2 separate regions of the Anas platyrhynchos genome follow, and region 1 is linked to region 2. Evidence: chromatin contacts called from public Hi-C data. All regions are on one chromosome and are shown on one strand. The core of a region is the stretch at or near the end of the contact, and the rest is flanking DNA. Distances in the headings are between cores, read along the strand shown.

The links. A called contact is a pair of places that touch in the nucleus more often than the background predicts.
Region 1: a Hi-C map of small yellow follicle shows a contact between it and region 2, with 2.6 times the contacts expected there. The contact joins the enhancer-like site here to the promoter of LOC140002234 in region 2. A contact is called at or near these places in 2 of 8 Hi-C or Micro-C datasets (skeletal muscle and small yellow follicle).

Annotation. Positions count from the first base shown.
Region 1 is chr3:93,348,130-93,352,638 of IASCAAS_PekinDuck_T2T, forward strand. All of the region lies in intron 1 of LGSN (lengsin, lens protein with glutamine synthetase domain), which reads left to right. Among named protein-coding and RNA genes, the nearest start is that of LGSN, 26 kb to the left of the region's middle. Within about 2 kb of position 1,807, at least 3 of the 8 cell types and tissues checked have an H3K27ac peak or open chromatin away from gene starts, as enhancers often do.
Region 2 is chr3:93,281,303-93,286,229 of IASCAAS_PekinDuck_T2T, forward strand. It overlaps LOC140002234, which reads right to left and starts at 3,179. Exons shown (of 2, transcript XM_072036314.1): 1 at 3,045-3,179. The coding sequence starts at 3,083.

The DNA of each region.
Region 1 (4,509 bases), core at 557-3,056, 65 kb after region 2:
GGCAATCTGAATCAAGCCAGATCTGATAAAACTCCTGTTTTTTAGTAAAGTCATTTCATTAGTGTGAAAGGCTTTTGAAAAGGAGGAGTCCCATAGGAATGCACAGTATTGCCTTTTAAATTTTGATATCACAGCTATTTATTAGCTTCAGGCACAGGACGTCTGGTGCAAGCCATAACAAAGTCTCAGGGCTGTACAGTGACAATCTGTTCTCCGAAAGATTCATAAAAGAATTTAATACAAAAGCTCATCAGCCAAAAGTTTGTATAATATTAAAACTTTATAAATCTCAAATATTTCCCATGTTTCATGGTAGCGTGGCATCTCCTTGACTGATTAAATAGGTTCACAGGTTAATGACCTCTAGAAAAGTTTCATATTTTTTCATCACATTCCTGGGATATTTGGTTTCTTTTATGTTCACACTTTAGCCTCAGTTACAAGACTGAAAAGAGAAGTCAAAATGAAGAACATCTGCCTGAAGGCAGCCTAGCCCAAACTCCAGGTGAACCTGGAAAAACAGGCTGAAGATGTGGAGAAACTGGAGTAGAAGTGGCCATGAGTCACTTAGTTGAATAAAGAGCAAATCTGACATCCAGATCACGTTAGCTCACAATAGATTAAACCAGAATGAATAACCTCCTTCAGAACAATACAAAAAGCTTTCAGGTCTGGTCAGTGGTGGTTGGAAAAAGATGCTTTTAAACAGGCATTAAGCAGAAACAGCAATATCAAAGCTTCTTAAATTACCAAGAAGAAAATGTAACATTTTGTTTTCAATCTTTGGACCCACTGACTGACCTGGACAAAAACACAGTGTTCTTTGAGTGGTTCATCAATACCTCTAGAACTTCATTATAACTACAAACAAAAGAGCTGAAGTAGGTTAAGTAAACAAAACTAGAAACAGTTTCTTCCCTTCAATTTCAAATGCAAGTTGAAGTACATTGAGGAAAGAATTTTGTTTAATTTGTTCTCTGCTGTCCTACCATTGCGTGGTAACATTTTCAAACAGTGCTAGCTACCACTTGGAAGCAGAGTAACTACGAGAGCTGACTTTCTTCCCTGAAAGAAAATATTGACTTTTTGGTGAAAAAATGAATGCAAGAAGTCTGAACCTGACCTCATAAATTTTCAACTCCAAACTTTTATGTTTATATATATGTATATATATATATAAATTTGGAATGCTACCTTGTGAGAATTGCAGATCAATTACTTGTCTTTTTTTTTTTTCTTTCAAGATTTTCAGAGAGAATGTGACATCTCCCATGATGTATGATTACATTTCAACATTTAGTAGAAACATTTTTCTTCTAGAAACAAGCCAACCAAACAATGAAACTTTTCACAAGGCAGCGTGTGTGGGTTTGAAGCTTGTGGTGGATGAAAAACAAAGACTACATCAGCCACTTGCAAAGCTGGGGTAAAAGACACTCTGAATTCACCTTACTTTGATGTTATCATTCCATTTAAACTTACATATGAAAAAAGCTATGCCAAAAAATATAAATTAGAATGCAGGTCAAGCATCTGAAAACTAGGAATCACTATATCTACAGTTGCTTCTGAAATCTTAATTTAGCTACCAAGGGAATCCAGTTTCTTCATTAAAAATAAGAGGCAAAAAGAGGAAGAATAGGATGTGATTACATAATTAAAGACTGCATTGAAATGTAATTGCACAAGGGAACAGAATTAAAGTTGCCAGGAAGTAATTTATCTGATGTTTCTTAACTCCTAGTGTCTGACCTAAGTTCCTAGCTTGCATTCCCCGCCGTATGGTCACACACCAGCTGTGTGCCTGTGTTAAGGTATTGTTGTGCCAAGCTAACATGTTTAAGCACTCACTTGTTTTCTTTAACTTGAGCAGGGTAAAAGAACTCAAGTGACTGAGAGAGCAACAGCTAAAGTGACTCTCCAACATCTGGATTGAAGCTGTCCAGAATCTTTTTTGCCAGAAGCACAAGCAGAGCCTGCACAGGGGTTGCAGCACCTAAAAAAGTAAATGTCAACAAATACCTTGCAACCTGGGTAATATTCTTTTTGCATATTAATTTTTGAGTCAATTGCTTAGCTCTCTGTTATACAAGATGACTGGAACAACAACTGCTACATGACACTGTAAGAATCTCCATTATCAGATTTTGAGCTCTCAGTTATTTTTTAAATAACTGATGTCAAAACTCATCAGAGCTGACTTTTGCGCAATACGAGCCTGTTTTATTTGTGGGAGTCCGTATGCTAGTGCTTAGATGCCTTCATGTAGAAGAGTTACAAACACCGTGGTTCACCTGTGGAGTGATTTTGTATTCCACATGGGACTTCTTGACTGAGGATGAGTAGTTATGGCCACCTTTGTAAGCATGGGTGAAGGGATCTTGTCCATTTCAGCATGTTTTAAATTTCTACTTTTCAGTCAGAGCTAGAGGTCTTGAGCTCACTGTGTGGTTATGCTAGGAACTGTGGGGTTGTTCAGGTGCTGAAGGTGGGCTGTTCTCTGGGAGAAGTATGATTTACTTCTCATTCTTAAGCATTAAAATTTCCCCCAGCCTGTAGGATGTCACTCAGCTCCCTTTCACCAGTATTCAGTGACAACTCCTACCTTAGAATATTTATGTTTATTTTTTTTTCAGTGGGCTGCCAAAAAGTTCTGAGAAATAAAATTGAGAGAAAGTGGTTCTTAAAGCAGCAGTAGATGAACAAAATCTAATAAAATGCAGGCACAGCTCCTTTGTGGGCTCTGTGTTCCTGCTGCCTCCATTCCCAAATATCAAAGATTTGGTGGAAAATAAGGTATGATAAGAATTTATTGAAGAACAATATGCAATACTGTTTTGTAAGAGTAGTGGAGCCACAACCAGCTCCATGTGATAGTAACTGATTTTTGAAACAATCACAAGAAGGTTACTGCAATAACTAAATATAAGAATAGGGAGACCTTGAAAACTACAGTTATTTCTGCAAAATTATTTTAAAGATGCTCTGGTGCAATTGTGCAAAGAACTCTTCAACTCTCTGTGTGGACGCTGAGTCATTCTGATGTCAAATGCCTGAAGCCTGCCGGAAATTGCAGGTTTGTTGTTGCTGAGTCACAGTGGCATGTACATCTTGTTAACATTAGCTGGCACACAGGATATACATCTCTCACTTTCCACATGTCTCTTTGTCTCTCACAGGTTGGGAGGGCTGTGGTCTGCATTGGAGATGTCAGAGAGAGAATAATGCTAGGAATATCTTCAGACCGTGTTTATTTCTTTTTCATTTTTCAAGCCCCTAATTAAAACGGCATGCCAAGTTGAGGAGAAATGAATGTTATATAGGATGGGTCATTAATGACTTTTTAATGTATTCCCGTATTTGTATTAAAAAAAACCTTCCCCTGCTGCAGTAATGGAAAGTAAAAAAGCAGGTCAGAACTCTGTTACATGTGGTGTTAGCAGCACCACTTATTATGCACCACTGAAGGCACCATTGAAGAAAGCTACCATTCCCATTATGCAATAGTGTTTTTAGTTGTTTCCACCTTTTCTGAAATGCTGAGTTTAAGCCAAAACTTTTCCTACCCTGCCTGTGCCCCTGGCTGAGTTCCATAATATTTCAGCCAAATCGTTCAGCCCCTTCAACAAATGAACCCAGGAACAAAGTGCCATTTTGCTCATGTTAATACTTTGAGGCCTTTGAAACACTCCAGCACCACCCTGTTTTGAAGCGGGGATTTTGTTTAGCAGAGGAATAGCACTCATGTCAAGAATAAGCCTTCCACTTTATGAAAAACCTCCCCCACCTTTTTTTTTTTTTTTTTTTTTTTTTTTTTTTCCAAAGGCTTACTAGTTATGTCAATTGCAATTCATACAGATTCAGGAAAGTTGTGAGAAAGCTGGTATTTTAGGCTTCTTATAGTTGCCTTAGCTGACCAGATATGGTATGTGTGCTTTCCCTACAGAGTCAGTGTTCTTCAGTCAATGACTTTGGGGGAACTCAAAAAATAGTCACAGAATGGTTGATGTTGGACCTCTGGAGGCCCTCTGGTCCAACACCCATGCTCAAGCAGGGACACCTATGGCAGGTTGCCCAGTACAGTCCAGGGCTCATACATGGTGTCATTGGTGCTCGTTTTGCCCTTTTCTTCCCTGGAACCGACAAGGAGGCGATGTTCACACTCCATAGCTCCCCCAGTAGGTATCTTCTTGAATCTGAAGATCCTGGGGCAGTGTGTGGTGAGGTACTCCTGGAACATGGATTTTCATGAAATCGAACCTGTCTAGCGTTGGGAGCAGCTGTCCCTCTCAAGCAGAAGTTTCTTCTCTCTCTCCTGTATCTCAGGAGGTGAACGGTCACAGCAAACACTCATCACACTAATGAGGTGCTTAAACACCTGTTCTACTCTTTGTGTTAATTCTGTTTCTGGCAGCAGTACAACCACTGTCTCATTATAACAAGGTCAGGTTCCTTTTAGCTGTTTTTGCAGTGACTTTTACCTTGGACTCCTACACTTAGTGCCCTGTC
Region 2 (4,927 bases), core at 1,929-4,428:
AAATTACAGAATAATTACTCAAGCAAGAGGAAGACATCTCATAAAGAAAAGCTTTAATTCACACCCTTCTTTGGGATAGGAAACTAAATTATTTGTCTTTGCTGACAGGAAGATTCAAACATCAATTCTGTTTTAAACAATCATTTACATCTGGCAAAAAGTGCTTCTGAAAAATGTGTTAGACTGGTACCGACATGTGGAAGTGGAAGGCCTGTAAGGTTAACCCATGGTGCTGATGTTTGTTCAAAACCTGGTAGCACCTTTAGAAGTGTGCAATCCAGAAGCTCTGGTCTACACAGCTGCAGGGCACTTCACTTTCAGAAGATGTGTAAGATGGCTCTCAGCTGCTCAACCCACCTGCTCCTAGACTGAACATTTATGTCCAGAATCAGCGATGTGGGTGTCACATTCTCTGAAACCACACTATAGTACACTTTGTCACTGAAACTATGCAATAAAAGCTAGAAAACTGAACTTCCTTACAATGTGGCAGTGCCTACAATTGTTCTAAACTTGCTACTTGTCAAAAAGCTACTGAAAAACTGGGGGGCAAGTGTCCAGACTCTTACTACTCAAGGCCTAAGTGGTAACAAAGGCACAAAGAAGTGGGAGGGAAAGGGGTACTAACTACAGAGCCATTACGTAAGGTGATGGCACACCTTCATTAGGTATTGTTGACAAGATTCACCTTCCATCTACAGGGTACGCGAACACCTGTGTTATGATATCCACGGTGACAGGGCTACCCATTTTGGCCCAGAGAGAGCAACTCACAGCCTAAGAAAATACACTCCGATAGCGCAAACAAGAAATGCCAAGGGTTTATCACAAATTTGTTACAACATGCTCCACAAAGGACATTTCTTGTGGTTAAAGCATGCAGTTCAGGGGAAGAAAAGATTATCTCAAAACTTCCTGTATAGCAAGTCAATGCAACTTCAACAGATGATGAAACAGAGGCCTTGTGACTATATTCCCAGTTCTCCTGCTTGCACCACGAAAGAACATGAAAAAAGCCTTAATTCCCTACTGGGGAAAGCAAGACGTGACAATCCAATTCCACCCCTTTTCTAATGCATCGTCTGAGTTTCTGAAAGTGAGGAAGGACAGACTCAGAAACTACTTAACACTTCTGTTGCTTAAACAGCAAACTACTCAATTCCTGTCATTCTACTCAAAACATACTCCATTATGTTTTAAGCATATAAAGGCAAATACAGTTACTGCTGTATTTTAAGTGTAATACAAATCCCCCAAAAGAAGCTGCACCTGTGAGAGAAGCTGTAAGAAGTTAGGGATCTACTTGTAACAGTTACCTTATTTATTGATCTTATAGACTGAGTTTTATCTTCAAATATAAGGTATCTACAACTAGCTGAGAATTCAGTAATACACTGATCAGGGAGTTCTGGTTAATCTTTAAGAGACGTGATCACTTACAGTCAGCCTACACACTGGGATAGATCCAGCATTATTACGTGGCATGTCTTTGTCATAACAGAAAGGTTTCACAAGATAGGATTTATTAGATAAGGACAAGTTTTATTTATTTACTGCCATACTGACACGTTTAGTTTCACTAAGACAATGATAACCTTCTCCCTCAGCCCTCGCTACAGCTGTCACTCATTTTTCTTCCTCATTCTCACATTTCCTCCCTGCATTCTTTCACATTTTTCCCCTGAAACAATGCCGCTCCTGTACAACAATTTCAAAGCGCGCTGCCGTTCCGTCGGTATAATAACGAGAGCTGACATTTGAGTGCCATCTCCACGCTGTTTTTCTTTTTGTTTTTTGATCTGACAGTTTAATGAAGTTACGAGGAGACAGCGTTCGTACTTCTGAGTCACTGCTTCGGCGACTCCGCAGACACAGGTAGACATATTGGGAAGTTGTCTCCGGCAGCAGCGAGGCGCAGCAGGATCGCCGAGCCCTTGCGCCAGGGTCAGCTCAGAGGATTCGCTGTGCCGGCAGCTACGAGCCGCACGCAAGTGCCCGTGCTCCTGCTGCTCCCAGCTGACAGCAGCCGGATTTTGACCGCGTTTTGCTTGCTTGCGGAGGGCGCACCGCCACCTGCCAGCTCTGTGGCGTTGCTGCTTTAACACACAGCGTGCTCTGCGGTCACGGAAGTTAAGCAAGGGAGAGATTACGAGGGGAGGGGAAGAGAACACCACAAAGAAAGGGCTCAACGACAGGCTCCGGCCAAATTCACGGCTTTTATTACGCTCGGCAGCTCGTACCCGCGGAGCGGCAGGCTGCTACGGCGGCACCCAGCCTCAACCTGCCTTCAGCCGCCTCCTCCGCAGTCCCTCTCCCCTCAGCCCGCTCCCGGCCTCGTTTGGGGCAGGCTCCGCGCCCCGGCAGCCGCCGCCCGGCGCAGACAAAGCGCGGCCGCCCCGCCGCCCTCCCGGCCTCCCTCATGGCCGCCCCCCCTCATGGCGGCCGCGCACGTGCCCCGCCGCCATGGCTCCCCCCCGGCCGCCCCCCCCTCGCCCACGCGGCCGGACAGGCCGGGGCTTGTCCCAGCGCCCCGCGGGCCCGGGGCCGCGCCGAGCGCCGCCGGGGGGCCGCCGCCTCCTCCTCCTCCTGCTGCTGCTGCTGCCGGGTCGGAGCCGCGCTTCTTCCCCCCGGCTCCCGCCGCGGAGCCATCTTGTCCCCCGCAGCCGCCGCCCGGCCCCGGCCTCCCCCCGGCAGGGGGCTCCCGGCCTGCCACAACGCCGGGGCGCTGCGGTGCCCGCACCGGGGGGGAGCCGCCGCCACCGCCGCCACCGCCGCCGCCAGACGGTGATGCGGAGCGGCGGACAGGTCAACCCATCCCCTGGCGGCGCGGCGAGGGCGAGCCCAGCCCGGCTGCCCCGCGACCAGAACAAAGGAGACAACATGGAGGAGACGGAAGGGGCCGGGGAAAGGGGGGGAGAGGGGAAGAGAGGAGAGGGAGAGGCGCCGAGCCCCGCACGCCCGGGGGGGGGGGCGAGGGTCCGCGGGCAGGGTGCGGGGAAGGGAAGCGGGGGGGGGGCGTCGCGTCGCGTCGCGGCGGCACTCACAGGAATATGGTTACTCATTGAAGACTGTAGCCTGATCATACAGCCGGGGTGCGGGCGCCACCGCCGGGGGCAGGAGGAGCAGAAGCAGGAGGACGCGGAGGCGCTGGAGGCCGCGGAGCTGCCGGAGGGGGTTCGGCGGCGGAGCGGGGCTGGGGCATACAGCTGCGGCGGGCGGCGGCTCTGCGGGCTGGCGCGGCGCGGACGCGGCGGCTCAAGGGGGGAGCCTGGGCGCCGCCTCCTGCACTAGCGCCGCGGGGCCCGCCCCTCGCCGGCGCCCGGCCGCGACGGGCGTGGCGCCCGCCCAATCCGAGGCGCCGCCGGCGCGGAGGGGGCGGGAGCGGAGCCGCCCGCGGGGCGGGGCTGCCGCGGGGCGGGGGCGGGAGGGCGCCGAGAGGCGGAGGCAGCCGGCGGGAACCGGTTGCTGAGGGAGGTGGCGGGAGGGGGGCGGGGGCAGGGCCCGGAGCGGTCGCGCCTCGCCCACAGGGGCGGGGAGCGCCGCCCCCGGCCGCTGCGGAGGGGAGCGGAGCGGAGCGGAGGGTGCCCGGGGGGGGCACCGGGGGGATGTTGGCGGCGAGTCCGGAGCGGAGGCCCCCGGCCGGGCACCGTCAGCCCGGGAACAGCTCGTGTGGGGCAGCTCCGCCTGAAGGGAGCTGCGTGAGGCAGCGCTGCCGCAGCCGGCTCGCTGAGCCTTTCTCCTGCGTGGCGCGTTACTGCGGGTCAGCAGTGTCCCGTCCTGACAGACCCGTGTCTCGGCTAAGAAATAAACGGCTAATTCTAAGTCTCGCCTGTTTTATATTAAATTGCACAAGGGCACGGCGCCTCCCTGGAGGTGCTCAGGACCAGGCTGGATGAGGCCCCGAGCAGCCCTGTCATGATCCTCGATGATCTGCGAGGTCCCTTCCAACCCAAACCATGCCATGATTCAGTTTTGCCTAAATTTTCTATTTTTGTATAACCTCCACGGCATATTCACAGGCTTTGTTTCTTTTTTTTTTTTTTTTTTGATAACTTGCATATAAAAGGTGTTACTCAGAAGACGCCTGTATCACATCACCTTTCACTCCACCTGCCTCCAGACTACACACGCATCAACTAATTTCTGTCCAGGAGTCACGTCTCTGCTGAGGTTACAAATTCAGCCTTTCTGGGCTATAAATACATCTGGCCTGTGTTTATTTAGTTTTGCGTTTTCTATTTACTGACTGACTCAGGGCGCGTGTCTGGTGAACTTGTCGCTGCTCCATATAAAGCTTCTTGTAAATGTGCTTGGAATACTATGAAGTAATAAGATGATCCCAAGGTTAATGGCTGCTTGGAATACTGTTTATTTGTTGGCGGTTACGATGTTAGGAAGGTTTCAGTGGAAAAAGAGAAAATGCAGACAGACCTTCCCTCTCTCATCAGTAGAGCCTGAGGAATTTGCTTTGGACAGAGTTCTGAGACAGATTAAACAGCTCTCTACCTGCTTTAATGTGTGCTGTTTTTTTCCTCCAACAATGCAAGCTTTTGTTTACTGTTTCATTGCACATTAAACTGATCACGATTTTAGGATCAAATTACTTTCTGATGCAACATCCTTTCAGTACTGCAGCACAGTAGTGTACACTGGAAGTAAGGGTCACTGGCAGCTTCTTTGAAATTGTATTCCCTCGGAGGAAAGGATTTAGCTCAGAATGCTTTTAGTCTAAAACTACATTTTTTGAGGAAATAATGCCAGTGTCATTTAAGCTATTTATATTAATTTGTTTTACGATATTCCCTACCTCGACCCCTTTGTCATGGTCAAATATGTCCTACTAATCACTACGTAAGATACAGTCCCTGTGTTTTACAGTCTGAGATGTCAAGACATACATGGAGTATTAGAAGAGAGATAATAAGCT